Regions from separate parts of the Mus musculus genome. Here all the other regions are linked to region 2. A link is a contact called in public promoter capture Hi-C data. All regions are on one chromosome and are shown on one strand. The core of a region is the stretch at or near the end of the contact, and the rest is flanking DNA. Distances in the headings are between cores, read along the strand shown.

What was found. Promoter capture Hi-C pulls out the DNA fragments that hold promoters and counts their contacts.
Region 1: a promoter capture Hi-C map of cranial neural crest shows a contact between it and region 2. The contact joins the promoter of Ears2 here to the promoter of Arl6ip1 in region 2. A contact is called at or near these places in 2 of 39 promoter capture datasets (cranial neural crest and liver).
Region 3: a contact with region 2 is called in a promoter capture Hi-C map of pre-B cells, with 4 times the contacts expected there. The contact joins the promoter of Rbbp6 here to the promoter of Arl6ip1 in region 2. A contact is called at or near these places in 2 of 39 promoter capture datasets (cranial neural crest and pre-B cells).

Annotation. Positions count from the first base shown.
Region 1 is chr7:122,065,706-122,068,405 of GRCm38.p6, forward strand. Ears2 (glutamyl-tRNA synthetase 2, mitochondrial) reads right to left here and starts at 1,381. Exons shown (of 9, transcript NM_026140.3): 1 at 1,200-1,381. The coding sequence starts at 1,338. Ubfd1 (ubiquitin family domain containing 1) reads left to right here and starts at 1,493. Exons shown (of 7, transcript NM_138589.2): 1 at 1,493-1,779; 2 at 1,959-2,288. The coding sequence starts at 1,578.
Region 2 is chr7:118,128,297-118,130,996 of GRCm38.p6, forward strand. It overlaps Arl6ip1 (ADP-ribosylation factor-like 6 interacting protein 1), which reads right to left and starts at 1,329. Exons shown (of 6, transcript NM_019419.2): 1 at 1,173-1,329. The coding sequence starts at 1,208.
Region 3 is chr7:122,969,131-122,971,830 of GRCm38.p6, forward strand. Rbbp6 (retinoblastoma binding protein 6, ubiquitin ligase) reads left to right here and starts at 1,434. Exons shown (of 18, transcript NM_011247.2): 1 at 1,434-1,997. The coding sequence starts at 1,832. 4930413G21Rik (RIKEN cDNA 4930413G21 gene) reads right to left here and starts at 1,329. Exons shown (of 1, transcript NR_045614.1): 1 at 1-1,329.

The sequences.
Region 1 (2,700 bases), core at 131-2,630, 3.9 Mb after region 2:
TCTACACTGCTTGTCAACTCTTTCCCATTTGGGCTTTTCCTGCCAGTCAGCAAAGAAATGAAAACAGTAATTGTAGTAGAGGCAGTGCTTGCTAAGTGCCTCTGCTGTACTGGCTCAAACCCGTCAGACAGGCACTATTATTAGCCCTACTTGACAAATCACAAAATTGGGACATAAACAGAGCAAATAATTCTGCCAAAGCAACACATCTAGGGATTGGCAAAGACAAAAATATAGATGCAGAAAATGCCAGGCCTTGGATGCCTGCATAAGTGCTTCTTCCAACAAGGTGAGTATCCCAGTTCATGTTGACCATAGGTAAACACAGACACTGTGATACTTAGATACTTGCAGTCATTTGATAAGCTATTTTACATCACTGAGACTAACAAAAAGAAAGATGATTTTGTTCTCTCGGTTTTGAGACACTCATTTTCTCCCTAGCAGTTTCGTTTATATCAGTCTTAAAAACAGATTCACAACAGTTAACTATGAACCAGGGCTTCTACCACATATCGAAGTTCCACAATCTACATTGCCTGCCTGGAGGTAATGCGTTCTTCCTGTGCAGCTGAGACTCAGAAATATCTTTTCCTGCTGACCCTAGACCTAGAATGAACGGTTGCTCAGTGTGAACAGGGTAGAAGGTGGCTTGAACTAAAGGTTGGGAATTTGTGGGAAGGGAGGAGACACAGAATTCCTAGCAAGATATACATGGGCCTCTGTTTTCTTCTGACTTGCTAAGCTGCCAGCAAACTCAGGCTTTTGTGCATGTCGTTTCCTCTTAGGCTTCAAGCGGGTCTTCTTGACACTTGTTCTCAACTCAAATGTTACCTCTTCAGCAATACCTTCTAGGGCGCCCTATCCCGCTTCACTGCCAAAATGGACACATATGACTCTAGGATTTGTCGGTTTCTTCAAAGCCAGAACCCTGACTTTTCAATGACCACTGCATTATAGCGCATAGGCCTTGGCATAAAGTCTATACGCTCTGCACACAGCGTGCAATAAGAAAGGACAGAGACAATACAACAAGGAAACTTCTAGCAATCTCAATCACTTCAAATCCTAGCCCTCCACCTCCGTCTCTTTAAAACGGGGTCGCGCAGACAACCCCGGAAGGGACTGTTTCTGGAACTTTCGGGGGCGGGGACGGGAAGGTGGGCTGCGGCGAGCGGCGTCACGTCCGTTAGGATTACCTGTGGGGCTGGGAGCGAAGCGCACTCGCACCGGGGCCCCGGGATCTGGGCCCAGACTGGCCTCGCGCCGCCCCACGCGGTGCCCGAGGGCCACCACGTGCGGCTCGGCCAGCAGAAGCCTCTTGAGGGGCGCCGCCATGTGGACTAGAAACACACACGTGGGCTCCTTCGCGCGTCACTTCCGCTCGGCGGGGGGGAAAAAAATCACTCCAACCAATCAACTTTCGCCACAGCGAGCGCGGCCCTGCCACTTAAAGGCGTAAGCCGCCTATCTGGGCTGCTCACGCCCCTCTGGACTAGGGCGGCGATGCGCCGCCGCTCGGGGACCGAGCGCTGCGAGCAGGCGATCTCCCAGACCCGCCCCCTCCGGCTGCGGGAATGCTAAAGCGTGGCAGGGGCCGGCCCGGGAAGCGGAGGAGGCGGGTCTCCATAGAAACCTCCACCTGTTTCCGGCCAGCCTGTGTGAAATTAGGGGCTGGTGCGGGGGCCAATCTCCGCCAGCTCGCTTCTTCCCGGCGGCCCCTGCGGTCGTGGTGGGTGTTGTACACAATCATCATGGCGGCGGCCGGAGCCCCGGATGGTGAGTGTGGCGGGGAAGGCGGTCGGTCGGCGGCTGAAGAGCTTGCGGACGCTGCCGGGGTCGTGGGACCGGGCCTGGCCCCGGAGGGAGGAGCGTGGCGCGGCAACGACGGTGCCCGGGCCCGTTCTCGTCGCAGGCCGGGCTCGTGGCGAGCACCCACCCCCCTAACCCCTTTGCAGGCATGGAGGAGCCAGGCATGGACACGGAGGCCGAGGCTGTGGCCACCGAGGCGCCCGCACGGCCCCTCAACTGCGTGGAGGCCGAAGCAGCCGTAGGGGCAGCGGCGGAGGACTCCTGCGACGCGCGAGGCAACCTGCAGCCGGCCCCGGCCCAGCCCCCTGGGGACCCTGCGGCCCAGGCCTCGGTCAGCAACGGCGAGGACGCGGGCGGCGGTGTGGGCAAGGAGCTGGTGGATCTGAAGATAATCTGGAACAAGACCAAACACGACGTGAAGGTCCCTCTGGACAGCACGGGGTCCGAGCTAAAGCAGAAGATTCACTCCATTACAGGTATTCGAGGAGCTGACACCCGACTGCTTCTACCCACGACCTACCTTCTAGCTCTTGATGCTTACGTCGTGCTAAACTGTTAGCGATTTTCTTGCGCCTAGACTCCCGCTATCCTCACTGCAGTTTTCTGAAATCAGTACTTGTATGTCCATTAGTAATCAGAGAGGGAAAATTAGGCCCAGAATGATAGTGGTACCACCAAGTGGTGGAGTGAGATGCAAGCCTGAATCTTGAGTATTAAGGCTCACCCTTCTAACTAATGTTGGACTGTCATTGCTAGGCGCGGTATTTATGAACTTTACAGGAGATTCTGAACAGGTCCAGTATTTAGCCACGGATTTATTTTCAGCAGACAGATCAGTTTCATAAGGGAAGTTCATGAAACAGTGTTATCAACTGTCCTAATGGCCCT
Region 2 (2,700 bases), core at 79-2,578:
ATGGACTTGCTCTCCTTAAAATGATGGAAATAGTAGTGATCAGGCCCTCTCCCATGATAGTTTCCTTGTACAGCAATTAATCCTCTTATTGAATTGTTTGCTGGTATTGTGTAGGAGGAGTTTAAGGGTACAGGGTAAGCATCTCTATTGTATGGTACTGTGTGTGTGTGTGTGTGTGTGTGTGTGTGTGTAGGGAATTTAAGGATACAGGGAATGCACCTCTAAACACAAATACAAACTGAAAATCTTGCACTAATCAAAACTGTCCCGAAGAATCTTGTCGGCACTTAGCAGTTAAAAAGGCAGGCATTAAAAGCTGATTGCTTTTTTCATTTCTGATATGGCCTGCCTTTTCTGGGGAATGACAATACAGAAAAAAAAAAAAAAAGATCTTTCGTTCTTGCCTAGGTGGGTGATGCAGTTAAAAATTTGAAACTAGCAGGGCCTGGTGATGCGCAACTGTAATCCCAGCACAGGAGGATGACAAATACAAGGCTAGCCTCGTCAAGCTACACGAAAACCTAGCCTTAAAAACCAAAAACAAAGACCTAACCAAAAACAAAGACCTGTAATGAAGCAAACGCGCCCTCTTCTAATACCATCATCTCGTGTAGCTCCGTCAAATCCGTGCTAAATCATTTTTAAAGTTGCATCCAGTCCCGTGAGTCCCTCGCCAGTTCCCAGACAAGTGCCAGGATCCCCCACTGTCCTTTCCGCAGAACCCGTTTTCAGCTTCCTGCGGTGAACTCCAACCAGCCAGCTCCAACAAATTCTGTGTCAGCGATAAACTAATTCTCTGTAGCAGCCCTTTGACCCTCCACCCTTGCGCCAAGTTTTAGGAGAAAAAGAATCATGATTAAAAATAATCTACGGAACATGAGATTAAGATCAAAGGGCAAAACAGGTAGGTCTCCGGCCTGAGCCGGAGCGCTAGACAAGGCCCCTGGCGGCCGAGTGCCCCAACCTGTTACCCAGGTTCCTTCTTGCCACAGCCCCCTTCTCACACTTCCTCACGCACGGCCCAAGCCTTATGGTGCAGGATTCCGGGGGACGTTGGGGATCGCCAGCAGCGACCTCCACCGTGGAGATAAGGCCTGGCTGTCCCTGGTAGTCCACCGAGGCCAGGAGGCCCATCCGGAAACTCCGGGGACAGACTGACCACCGCAACTCACCAGCAGGTTGCTGCTGCGGTTATCCCCCTCCGCCATCGTTCCAGACTCGCGGTTATCAACGAGCGAACACACACTATCCCCCCAACACCAGCAAGGCAACCCGAGCGCGGGGGAACGCCCCGCAGTCTGCTTATATAGGCTAGCTGCCTTTCCCGACAGCCCTCGCGAAACTCGCTCCTCATTGGGTAGACCGCACTCCGGCTTCTGGGAAGTCGGGCCAACCGGCAGCTAGCGCATGACTTGAAATCCAGGTCAAAGGAGAGCGAAACTGAAAGACTCTGACCAATCAGAGTGCAGGGGTGTGGCCCTCGAGAGGCGGAGCGGAAGGAAGCGGTTCAACCGCCGTACCTAGTCTCTCACCCAGATCTTCCTAAATCCTGGGGCCTCTCTAGTCCCTAGCTCTTCTGCTGGAAATCAAAACCGCTCAGGCGCCTGTCCGCTCAGCTGCGCAGGGGATGCGCAATGGCATCCTATGCGGAGGCTGGAAGGGCAAGGACGCTTTAGGTTGCTGTGGCACCTGCTGACTGAAGTATTGGCTGCCCCAAGTGAGCGCTGTCTGTGCCTTCTCCCCAGCTCTGGCCTTTGGAGAACATGGAAGATGCACAAACTCTTAAAGGGCTTCATTTGCAGCCAGTTTTTGGGGGAATCATTTGCGGGGTGCTTCACTTGATAATCTATGAGTACTTCAGGTAGCTAGGGGAGCGCTTCATTCGGAGGGATGGATGAGTAGAGGAGCAATTCGGATGTTGGAGGGCTTCAGACTGATAGATTAATGGATGTATGGGGAAGCCAGGCTAAATACGACCTTCAACTAATTTTAAATTATTTTTAAAAACACTTCGTTCCTTAATTCCCAGGTTCTTTAAAGGCCTTGGAGGTTAAAGAGAAATGTGAGAGATCACATAGTGCTCCTAAATATGCCTGGTCCCTTCCTGGCCTATGGTGGCTCTGTCAAAGGGGCATACAATTTGTCATAGAACTTGTGGAAAGTACTAGAAGGTACAGACAACAGTTTTGACCAGGAAGGACGCTCATTGTGTGTGGGCGGGGCGGGGGGGGGATATTATGACTTCGGTTGATACAGAAATCATGTCAAAAATTGTAAAGCCTGGAATTCCCTCCTTCTCCTCAGTATTGAGAACAAAAGGACCCAAACAGCTGCTACCAAGCAATGAGGTGCCCATCTTGGTGGTACCAGGAGCAGTCACTTTGCTAAGAGAGGGCAGAGTAATAAGTTTTTCCTTGGCAACTTGGCTACTGCCCCAGAAAGCTTAGTTTAGTCGGTGTTCCCAAAGTAAAATTTAAGTTTAGGCCAGTCCCAGGTCCCAATCCAGCTCTCACTAACCTTCCAAATGGCTCAGAGGTTACAAACACCTCTTTTTCTACCACAAAGTGACCTTTTGAAATGTGTCAGAAGATGAAGCTCGTAACACAAATCTTCCTCAGAACTTTGGCACTGCAAATGAAGAAGATCTTTGCAAATACTCTTCTTCTTTCAGAGCTTTCACTCACAATTAAGGCTCTGCAG
Region 3 (2,700 bases), core at 184-2,683, 4.8 Mb after region 2:
GAAAAAGAATGCCAACCCTCCTAAGGGACTTTGTAATTTAAAATGGAATGAGGACCCTGCAACCCAGCAAGCATTCCCTTCTTTGAAAACTCGAAAAATGCACGGCTGTTGGCTTTAGGTTTCTATCTTATAAATTGGAGATATTTTTTTGCTGTTGTTTATTTGACATTTATTAGGCCCCCTGTATTGAGGCACAGATATGCCAGGCATGGTCTTAAATATTGAAATATACTCATGGATTTAATTCTTTATTCTCTGACAGCGTCTTTGGGAGAACGGAGTTACTTCCGACCTAGGAGACTGGGCTCCAGAATTTGCAAACATCAGCGGTCAACGCGGTGCCTAGTACAAGGTAAGAGTCGGACACAGCTCTTAAGATGCTGCTGGTGGTGATGATGGTCCATTCTCACCAGCAGCTTTGGAAGAGCTCAGGGTATACAGTCTGTTAGGAGAGGAGTTGGTGAGCAGCCATCACAGTGATGAGACTCGTGCGTGGGTGGAATTCGCGGTTCACCCCCTCCGCACTTTGGGGCCTCCGCCGCTTAAGCGCCCCTTCCAGACCCGCCCGGTGGGACGGTCCGCCTCCCCCTCTCTGCGGACCCACGTAGTTTCTCCTGTTCTCCGCGTAGCCTCAGGTTCCACGCCGCAAGTCACAAAGCGCCGGGTCACGTGGGCGGGCCGGTGCGCTTTGTGACGCAGACGGCCCCGCCCCCGGCCCGCCTATCGGCGCACGCCCAAGCCCCGCCTCGCGTGCGCCGCCCGTGCAGTCCCTGCTTAAGAGACCCCGGAGTGGGGGCGCTCGCCCGAAGCCAGGCCGCGTCCGCCATAGTGCCTGGCGCGGAGGTGTCGTCGGCGCAGGGTGCGGGCCGGAGAGCGCCCGGGGTTGGGGGGGCAGAACAAAAAAAAAATAATAATAATAAAGAGGGAATCCAGCGACGCCCTCGCCGCCGCCCGACCGTTTCCGGGCTTCCCGACGCGGTCGTGGGCTCAGAGGCGACAGGAGCGGGAGCAGCGCGAGGAGCAGCAAGAGGAAGAGTCGGGCAGCCTCGGTGGTGTCCCCGGGGCCAACGAAGCCGCCTTCCGGGGCCCGGGGTGGTGAGGAAGGGCCTCGCGGCCTAGCTGGGCCCCGCACCGGCTTTGTGTCAGGCGGCGGCGGGGGGGAGGCGGAGCCGAACCGGGCGGCCGCTGGAAGGCCTCTCCTCCGCCGACCGCGCGATCTCGGCCTAGGCCGCGGGCCGCTCGTGGCCTCCGGGGAGCAGGCGCCAGGGTGTGTGTGCGGTGGGGGCCTGGGCCTGGGGACGCCGACGCCGGTCGTCCGGAAGCCGGGAGGAGGCGAGAGGCCGCTCGTGGACTCCGGGCCTAGGCCCTCTCCCCGCAACCTTCTCCCGGGGCCTGGGTCACCCCCATCCACGGAGAGAGACTAGCCGGGAGGTGCGGCCGCTATGGACCCCTGACCCCGCGGGGTCATTCGGACTCTAACGTGTGGACTGACCGCTACTGACTGCACCGCCTGCCCCCGTCTCCTGCCGGCCCTTAGCATGAGCGAGTGGGACCCAGCCGGGTGACATTGTGCCGGTTGGCGGATCCTCGATTGCCCCCTTTCCTGTCTTGCTCCTCCCTCATGAAGCGATTCTGAGTACGGGGGGTTCCGGATTATTGTTCTCACGGACCCCCGCTTGTGGTTGGGGGGGTATTTAATCTGAGGCCTTAGGGTCCTTCGTTGTCTTTTGAGTGTTTTGTGTGTGTACATATTTTGCTCTTAAGTTTATAAATATACATATATTGAGAGTGTCCACGTCTCCTCGCTGAACCTTAGGAATCTTTTGCCACAATGTCCTGTGTGCACTATAAATTTTCCTCTAAACTCAACTACGACACCGTCACTTTTGATGGGCTCCATATCTCCCTCTGCGATTTAAAGAAGCAGATTATGGGGAGAGAAAAGCTGAAAGCTGCCGATAGCGATCTGCAGATCACCAACGCACAGACGAAAGAAGGTAAGAGGCACACGGGCCGCAGATATTTATTGGGGGGAGGGGGGGGCGTCAAGGTTGGTATTTTAAGTTTCTTGTTTCAGGCTTGAACTCCATTCTTACCCGTTGTCATACACAGAGTTTCATTGATAGCCAAGGATTGCAGCACCCGACCTTGGAGTTTAACTGGCCTTCTGAATGCTGGGATCTGTCTTACCTAGCAGGCTGGTTTTCAAAATGGGGCCCCACCTCCTCCTTAATTAAAGTTTTTTAAACAGTGGGATTGGGTTGAAAAGAGAAAAGGGTTGCTACCTGAGTCTGTTGGGTGTTTGCCTTGTGGCCTTTCCCTAACTTGTTTTTCCATCAGGAGAGGAAAGCCTGTGTAAGGTTTCCTATTGGTTAAAGCAGCAGTAGATATAACTTGTTGGCTAATCTAGCAGCGTTTTGAAGCTGATAGCAATTGTCCACTGGCCTTTTATTTATTTATACGGGGTTGCTTGTAGAAAAGGTATTTTTGAGGATTTAGTTAGTGCTGGAATTGGTTTTGTATTTAAAAAAATGTTCTGAGGTGAACACTCTGAGGTGTAATTCCAGAATTAGTGATATTTACTCAAAAGTTATATTCTGTAGCCCAGACTGGCCTCCAACCCCAACAACCCCTTTTGAGCTTCCCAAGTGTGGGGAATGCAGGTGTTAGACCACACTTAACTGTTAAGCAGTTCAGAAA